Regions from separate parts of the Sus scrofa genome. Here regions 1 and 3 are each linked to region 2. The links are chromatin contacts, called in public Hi-C and HiChIP or PLAC-seq maps. All regions are on one chromosome and are shown on one strand. Each heading gives the region's core, a stretch centred on a gene start, on an enhancer-like site or on the middle of the called end of the contact. The rest is flanking DNA. Distances are from core to core; before and after follow the strand shown. Region 1 holds the start of RALY (RNA-binding protein Raly). Region 2 holds the start of ZNF341 (zinc finger protein 341). Region 3 holds the start of CBFA2T2 (protein CBFA2T2).

The links. Hi-C and Micro-C count contacts between places; a contact is called where the count stands out from the background. HiChIP or PLAC-seq counts read pairs in DNA pulled down with a chosen protein or histone mark.
Region 1: an H3K27ac HiChIP or PLAC-seq map of alveolar macrophages shows a contact between it and region 2. The contact joins the promoter of RALY here to the promoter of ZNF341 in region 2. A contact is called at or near these places in 2 of 5 promoter capture datasets (fetal liver and liver) and 1 of 2 datasets of contacts at active chromatin or transcription factors (alveolar macrophages).
Region 3: a contact with region 2 is called in a Hi-C map of heart right ventricle, with 1.9 times the contacts expected there. The contact joins the promoter of CBFA2T2 here to the promoter of ZNF341 in region 2. A contact is called at or near these places in 1 of 47 Hi-C or Micro-C datasets (heart right ventricle) and 1 of 2 datasets of contacts at active chromatin or transcription factors (alveolar macrophages).

The regions. Positions count from the first base shown.
Region 1 is chr17:37,446,377-37,449,076 of Sscrofa11.1, forward strand. It overlaps RALY (RNA-binding protein Raly), which reads left to right and starts at 1,451. Exons shown (of 10, transcript XM_001929104.6): 1 at 1,451-1,952.
Region 2 is chr17:37,222,539-37,225,238 of Sscrofa11.1, forward strand. ZNF341 (zinc finger protein 341) reads left to right here and starts at 1,421. Exons shown (of 16, transcript XR_002339879.1): 1 at 1,421-1,560.
Region 3 is chr17:36,988,623-36,991,327 of Sscrofa11.1, forward strand. CBFA2T2 (protein CBFA2T2) reads left to right here and starts at 1,453. Exons shown (of 11, transcript XM_021078106.1): 1 at 1,453-1,658. The coding sequence starts at 1,625.

The sequences.
Region 1 (2,700 bases), core at 201-2,700, 220 kb after region 2:
TCTTTTTGTCTTTTTTGTTGTTGTTGTTGTTGCTATTTCTTGGGCCGCTCCCGCGGCATATGGAGGTTCCCAGGCTAGGGGGCTCCCGCGGCATATGGAGGTTCCCAGGCTAGGGGTTGAATCGGAGCTGTAGCCACCGGCTTACGCCAGAGCCACAGCAACGGGGGATCCGAGCCGCTTCTGCGACCTACACCACAGCTCACGGCAACGCCGGATCGTTAACCCACTGAGCAAGGGCAGGGACCGAACCCGCAACCTCATGGTTCCTAGTCAGATTCGTTAACCACTGCGCCACGACGGGAACTCCTGAGGAGGTGATTTTAATCAGAGATGTAAGGCATAAGAAGGAACCAGAAGTTAGAAGAGGTGGGGGGAGAACATTCCTGGTCTTGGTCTTAGTTGTCATCAACTCTAATTTGATTTCTCTTCCTTTTCAAGGGAAGAGTCAGAGGTTATCAAACTACACAAGTGTAGCTATAATGGCTGGTCTGGGCAGGATTAATTTCAAACTGTGTCCAGTGCTGGGGAAATCCCGTCTCCTAGGCAGGTTTTGGGGGATGTGATGGGAAAAATACAATAATAGGCCGGACAATGCAAGTCTATAGCTGAGGGCTGAAGGTCTTACTGTCCTCACAGTGGAGGCTAGAACACGGATCTAGGTGAGAGTTCTCACAGGAGAAATATTTAGGAGGGAGGACACACATCCAGACCCACATCAAGTTACAAAAAATTTCCAAAAGGGTAAAGTTATTTGAATTTAACCTTTTTTCAGGTCCTCCCCAGACACGTCCTCATGACAGTGTCTTCTCCCAGACCCAACTGGCAGCGTGGATCCTCGCCCAGTGCACACACCAGGTTCCCTGTAAGTGAAAGGACCTTGCCTTCCTTCCTACTTCTCTTCCGCATCCCTCGAGCACTGCCCACCGCCAACTTGTTTGGGCCGCGTCTTCAGGCCCCGCCCACCTCCAGTCCCAGCCCTACACACACCCCCGGTCACCCTTTCGGTCCCGCCTCCTTCCGGCTCCTTCCCAGAGTGGCCACCTTTGGGCCCCTTCTCCCGGCTCGGCTTCCGGGCCCGCCTCCTTCTGCCCGGCTTCAATCTTTCCTCGGGTACTGGGTTTCTTTCAACCCCGCCTCCAGACCCCTCCTCTAAGAGCCTCTCCTCCCCCAGACTCGCCGGGCCTCCCTCCACCCTTGACGTCTCCTTTGGGCAAACCTCCATTTAGCCCCGCCCACACCCCTCCTCTCACACACTGCCCGGGTTCTCCACTCTGCGAGGCCTCCACTGTCTTCCATACCTGTGTCGCGCGTCTCTGCTCTCTGGCATCATCACCCTCTCCGCCCTGCCCCGCCTTCCGCTTCATACTGGTTTAAGCAAGTCTCTCTCCGCCCTAGCTCCGCCTCCCCAACCTCCCATCTCTGTCCCTCCTCCCCATCAAGCCCCGCCCTGGCCCCGCCTTCCTTTTCTCCCCGCCGAAGCTCTGGACCTTTCCAAAGCTAGACTGGAGAGGTGGGACGAGCCCTTGCGCGTGGGGGGCCGGGCTGTGTCAGGGCGACGCTACGGACTCCTCGCGCTTGAGTCGCCGTGCCCTTTGGAGACAGAGGCGGGGGAAGAGGGCGACTGGGCCACGGCCGGAGCGGCGGGCGGCGCGGAGCCCGCTCCGTGCTCCCCTACCCCCGCGCGCCTCAGTGGTGCTGGCCGAGGGAAGGACTCGCGGCTGCGGGGCTCGCGCGGCTGTCAGTGCGGCGGGGCGCGCGAGCAGCGCGGCTGCGGGGTGGGCTGAGCAGAGAGAAGCTGAGGGGGCGGTAGCGGCAGCGGCGATTCGCGTGCCTGTGCTCAGCTCCTCACGCCGCGGCCGGGGCCGCCTTCTCCCTCCTTCCTTCCCGCCCCCGAGTGCGGCGGTACCGCCTCCTTCAGCGCCGCGCGGCTTCCTCCAGACCTCCGTGCGCGGGTGAGTGGGGGCCGCGGGCGTCTTCTTAAAGGTGCGGGGAGGGGGTGCTCCTTATTCCTTTTTGGTCACCTACCTCCTGGCGCGGGCCGTCGCCTATTTTTAGAAACTCTTTTCTCGGCCATTCGGGGAGTCCCGGGAGCCCGAGTAACTCCCGGCCCCCTCCCCCCGCACCTTCCCTCCACCCGGGCTCGCCGCCCCGGGTCGCCGGCCCGCCCGCGCCCGCTCCCGGCTGCCCTGGCGTTCCCTCCCCGCCATCTCCCCGCGGGCCGGGCCTGGGCCAGGAGTTGGCGGGGTGGGCCGGCGCCCGCTTGGAAGTTGGAGTCTTTTGTGCTCGCGCCCCGCCCCGCCCGGCGAGGGGAGGAGGGGGGAGCGGAGGCCGCGCTGGGGAGGCCTTGGGCGGGCCGGGCTCTGGCTCCGGCCGCGAGCTTCTTCCGGTTCTCCCTCTCGGGCAAGGTTTGCGGGCTCCCGGAGGCGCGCAAAACTGGTCCCGCCTCGCTCCCCACGGGCCTGAGCGCCTCCTCGGTCCTGGGCTCGTTGCACACCCAGGGCTTGTGGAGGAACAACAGCAGGCCCAAGACCGGGGCCGTGTTCCGCACCTCACGCACGCAGCCTTTTGGCCTCAGTTCGCTTCTCAGTGCAAAAGGAGAAAGAAAGTCGCTTCGCAGGGTGATTGTGGATTCAGGGAGAGAACAGATATTTGAGGGAAGTGTTTACTACCAACAGGTAACATTTAATGGACTTGACTCGG
Region 2 (2,700 bases), core at 171-2,670:
GGCTTGAGGTGGATTCTGGGTCTCAAGGGTTTCCAGAAAAGGAGGCAGGGCACAGAGTCTGGGAGATGGGTGGGTTCTCTGTGGGGGCATTTGCATATAGCTAGCTGCGCAAGGGGGACTAGGAAGGGGAGGGGTGCTGTTTGGGGTGGGGAGTGGTGTTCAGAACAGGACGTGGAGTTCACAGTAGAAATGGGCCTTTAGTCAGAGGATCTTCGAGGCAATTTATCAGGAACAGGAGCTTGCAGTGTTCTACAATGACAGTGGAGTTTTAACTTTTTTTTTTTTAATTTTAGGAGTTATCTATTTAGAAACTGAAGATGTGGTTTTTTGATTATTGCTTTGAATGAGGCTAAAACATGTATTTAAGAAAAAAGAATGAGATGTTTAGAGTCAAATCCATGGTAGTCCAGTTGTAGGAGGATATGGCCATGCCCATGGGAGAGATTGTCATTGCTGGCACAGCTACCCCCATGCACACCTCAACACTTCTTTGTGGCCCAAGTGTACATACTTTGAAACTACATCACAACTTGTCCTGACCTAATTTTCAAAACGTAATGTCTATTTGCTTCCCCCCACTCCTAACTCCATGGAAAAGGACCACTGTACTCCTGGAGTTACTATAGGACTTAGTAGGTCCTCAATGAGGAGCTGATGAAGCATAAAAAAAGATGATGGGGGATCCAAATGAGGGGCAGGAGGATTTTTGGGAGACCTGGATGGGCTTTCTCTGAGGCTGGCCAGAGTGGTGCTGAGGTGGGCATTGGGAGTTTATGTAACAGAAATAGGGTTTCCAAGAAGCAGGGGAGAAAGTCCGTGTATAGAGGGAATGAAGGTTCCCAAAAGGCGGAAATGGAGGTTTCTGTAACGGAAATCTCTTGAAGTGACAGGGGATTAAGACCAGGCAGAGATGGGGGTCATGTGAGGAGAAGTTGGTGGCTTCCAATAGTTAGAGATGGTCACTGAGGGAGGAGGGAATGAGAAGCCTATGATAAGGGATGGGAATCCGTGTTACACAGCTGGAGCAGGAGTCCTGTATTAAAGTGGAGATGGGGGCGTTGGTGAGATGCGTAAGATGGGAATGGGGTTGGTTTGCACAGGCGAGGGTTCTGTGTGCGGTGCAAATATTCGGTCCGTGTCGCAGAGTTGGGGAGGGTCTCACGCAGCAGGACGGAGGTCTGTATCACAGAGTTGAGGGTCACGTCCGGTGTTGTGGGGCTGGAGGTCCAGAAAACTGGGAGGTCCCTGTGTACAGCAGGGATGGGGTCGATGTGCAGAGTCGGGGGTTCAAGTGAGGCAGGGATGGGGTCAATGGGCGCCGGTGGCTGGGTCATTTAGGCGGGACTGGGGTAGCCCCAGGATGGTGGGGGTCCTGTGAGGCCATTACTGGCTTTCCCAATTGGGGTGCCCGAGTTTCAGCGGCGGCTCCCGGGCGCCCCCTGGCGGCCCCGTTCTCGCCGCCGCCGCCTCGGCTCCCACAATGCTCGCGCAGCCGGGCTTCGGGCTCTGGTGGCAGCGGCAGCTCCAAGATGGCGCAGACGATCTTCGAGGCCCTGGAGGGTGAGCCGCGGCGAGGCCGGGGGAGGCGGCTGTTCCGAATTGCGCCCCCTCCCGCCGCGCCCTCGCAGCGCCGGGCCCAGGGCGCGTGGCGGCCGCGGGGCGGAGGGCGCCAGGGCCGGAAGAGCAGCGGGGCGGGAGGGGCACGAATGGGAACAGCCGCGGGAGCCGAGGGCCGGCGGGGGTAGGGGCCAGCGGGGCCGGAACAGCAGCCGAGTTGAGGCGCAGCGGTGATGGGGGGGGCGCCTCAGGATCGGAACAGCCGCGGGAGCTGAAGCCCGACGGGGAGGGGCAACGGGACAGTAACAGCGGGGGAGAGAAGGCCCTGGGGTGGGGGGGAAGCACTGGGACCGGAACAGCCGGAGAAGGCTGGCGCAGCGCGGGGGGGAAGGCGGTCTCGGGCCGGAACAGCGGCAGCCTCCCGGGCCTCGGGCTGTTGCCGGGGTGGGGGTAGAGAAGGCTTCCTGGAGGGAGCAGCTGCGGGGAGGAAGAAGCCCCGCCGGGTCTGGAACCGGGGGAGGCTGCGCTGCTGAAGGGAGGCCTGGGAATGGCTGCCCCCAGAGGGACGGTGGTACAGAAGCGGTGCGGGGTTGGAGGGGCCGGGCCAGGTGTCCTGGCCGTGAAGAACTTGTATTGAGCGCCAACTGTGTGGTTTGGGCTCAGACATAGTGTCCAATTCAGAAGGAAAGGATCAGCGCCACCTTTGTGCAAGGTTGGCCTCGGTGCTCACCGACAGAAACCAGCAAACTCTGGGTACCTACTTTGTGGACCATTTCGGCGTGCAGAGTTTTATAAACTCAGAGCAAGAAAGGATGGATGCCAACATTGTGGTTGCTCTGGGAATTGTGAGCTTTGGAGACAGGAAGACACTGAGAGTGTCCTTGTGTGCCTTCTGGGAGTTGGAGAGGAAGCCTCTTCGGATCCAGGGCCATGGCCAGCTTGATGCTGGGGGGCCACAGACTCAAGAATGTTTTTGGAGGCATGAGATATGTATACACAGAGGTAGTGCAGGTACCGAAAATAGGCTAGACTGGTGGTATGTGGCTGAGGCTTTGAGTCCTGCACTGGCCAGGTCTCAGTCTTGTCTCTACTTGGAGGATCAGAGTTCTCAGCATGAAATGTGTATTCCTGCCCCCATCTGGA
Region 3 (2,705 bases), core at 203-2,702, 230 kb before region 2:
TCCAAGCCACGTCTGCAACCTACACCACAGCTCATGGCAATGCCAGATCCTTAACACACTGAGCAATGCCAAGAATCGAACCTGCAACCTCATGGTTCCTAGTCGGATTTGTTAACCACTGAGCCACGAAGGGAACACCATGTTTATTCATTCTTTGTTTTTTTGTTTTGTTTTTTGCCATATCCGAGGCATGCAGAAGTTCTGTGGCCAGGAATATCATGCTATAGCAGTGACCTGACCCACAGCAGTGACAATACCAGATCTTTAAGACACTTAGCCACCAAGGAACTCCTCTTTGTCCATTTTTCTATCAAATTATTTTTCTTATTAGTTTTAAGGAGTTCTTTATTTTGAATATTCTTTGTTGAATATGTTGCCAATATTTTATCTCAGTCCTTTGCTTATAAAAGACAAGCAAATCAAGAGAACTTTGTTTACAGTATCTTTGTACATAGAGGAGTTTGGAATTATTAATCTCTTGCTTTAATTTTAATCCCTGTTTTTGAGACTTTGGGAGGCAGAATAGTTCAGAGTAGCTCAAAGAACTGGGTCTTAAGTCAGAGTTCCTCGCTTCCAATCCCACCTCTGCTTTTTGCTAACAATAACCAGTGGATAAGGTATTTGGTGGAAAAATCCCTTTTTGCATTTGTAGAAAAGTGAGAATGATGATATTTTTCTCTCTCATTGTGAGGATTAACTGTATGGCGTGTATAAAAATAGCTCTACATAATGATAGCCAACAATTATTAATTTTATGGAAATGACATTTTATTTTTATATTTTTATTTTTATTTTTTGCTTCTTGGGGCTTCGCCTGTGGCATATGGAAGTTCCGGCTAGGGGTTGAATAGGAGCTTCAGCTGGGGGCCTACAGCACAATCATAGCAATGCATGATCCTCTGAGCTGCGTCTGCAATTTACACCACAGCTCACGACAACACTTGCCCGATACTTAACCCATTGAGGGAGGCCGGGGATCCAACCGGCATCTTCATGAATACTAATCAGAGTTTGTTACCACTGAGCCATAATGGGAACTCCTGGAAATGGCATTTCAGACATTTGAAACACTGCAGGCCAAAAAGGGGAAGTGACTCGCCAAACGACAGGCATAAAAAACGACTAGACCTTAATCTCTACAACTCAGGTGAGGCGGTGTCCCTCCCCCCTAAGCTCCTCCCCCTAGGGCTCCGCCTCTGGGCTCCAGTCACTTTCCTCACCACAGCAGGAATCCCAGTGTCTGAAGATTGGGCCGTGCACGTGATGGGCGCGCGTGACGCAGGCGGGGCGGGACTGAGAAGCAGGATGCTCCGGGATAGGGTGGTAGGTTCGCGCGGAAGGGGCGGGGCAGGTCAGGGGGTTGGAGTTTAGTGGGAACTCGTCTTGGGGCCGGGCTTCCGCGTGCGTTGGCCTGGCAGGCGAGAGCGCGCGGCGGGGCGTGCCAGGCGAACGGGGCGGGGCCATCTGGGGGGCGGGGCGGCGCGCGGCCTAACGGTGGCGTTGGCGGCGGCAGCAGCGGCGGCTCTGGGGTTGGAGAGCTTGGCGGCTTCAGGTCCCGCGGAGGCTCCTGCGAGGGACCCGGGCCGCCGGTGGAGGCGGAGGCGCTTGGCGTTGGCGCTCGGCGATGGTGGGCGTCCCCGGAGCGGCCGCCTTCCAGCGTAAGCGGGGCGGGAAGGCGGGCGGCTGAGGGGGGCGTGTGAGGGGCCTGCGGCTCCACAAGCGCGAGCTCCCGGGAGGCCCCCAGCGCGAGGCCGGGGTGGTAAACTGAGGCCCCAAGAAGGGCGGCAGATCCAAGGTCATGAGGCAGGCCGGGCCTTCCTGGGCTCCCGTGGCCGCCCGAGCGTCTCCTGCACTGCTCGAGGGCTCGGAGCTCATGGACTGAGCGAATCTGTGGGGACCGCGGCCTCGCAGCCGCGGCCGGGCTGGCGTCCATCGAACTTGCCCGCGGACAAGGATTGTTTTGTTCTCCCGGCTCCGGGGCCACAAAGTCCGACCCTGGAGAAGTAGTACACACGCCCAATTTCGAGGGGTGTGTGGCGGATGGTATAGGAAGCGAGGATGTTGCCTCCGAGGGGCCTGTTGAGTGCCGACTCAGGGGTTGGTCTGCCTGGGTTTCCATCCCGGTTCCCCCACTCACAGGCTGTGACCTTGGGTCTCTTCGAGCCTCGATTTCCCCTTCTGCAAAATGAAGATGTAAAGAGCATCTTCAGCCCCTCCCTACCCCAGTTGTGGGTTTTGTGTGTCCAAGTGGGAGGCTTGGCATGGACTTTAGCACATACACAAGTGTGGAAATTGTCATTACTATAATCGCTAATAAACCTCGTCCAGGGTGAACCTCACTTGGAAAAGCTTTAGATTGGTCTCTGGTTTTTTGTTTGTGTGAGATTTTAATTTTGTCTTTGGTTAGTCCTGCTTTATGATCCAATTGCTTTTCTTACCTCCATTTTTCCTTTTTAGCATTTATCTACTGTTCCTCCTAGAATCATAAGATCTTTGGGGGCGGGGTGGGTCTCTTAATAACAACGATAAAATTTTAATTGTTTCTTGTTACAGTAGCAATAATAGCCAACATTTTTTTTTGAGCAGTAGGCTTTTTGCATTCTATTCATTTAATATTTATTAAATCATCTATTAAGTAAAAAGTACCATTTTGGCTCTGGGAATATAGGAACAACTAGATAGACCAAACTCAAGCTTCGAGTTTA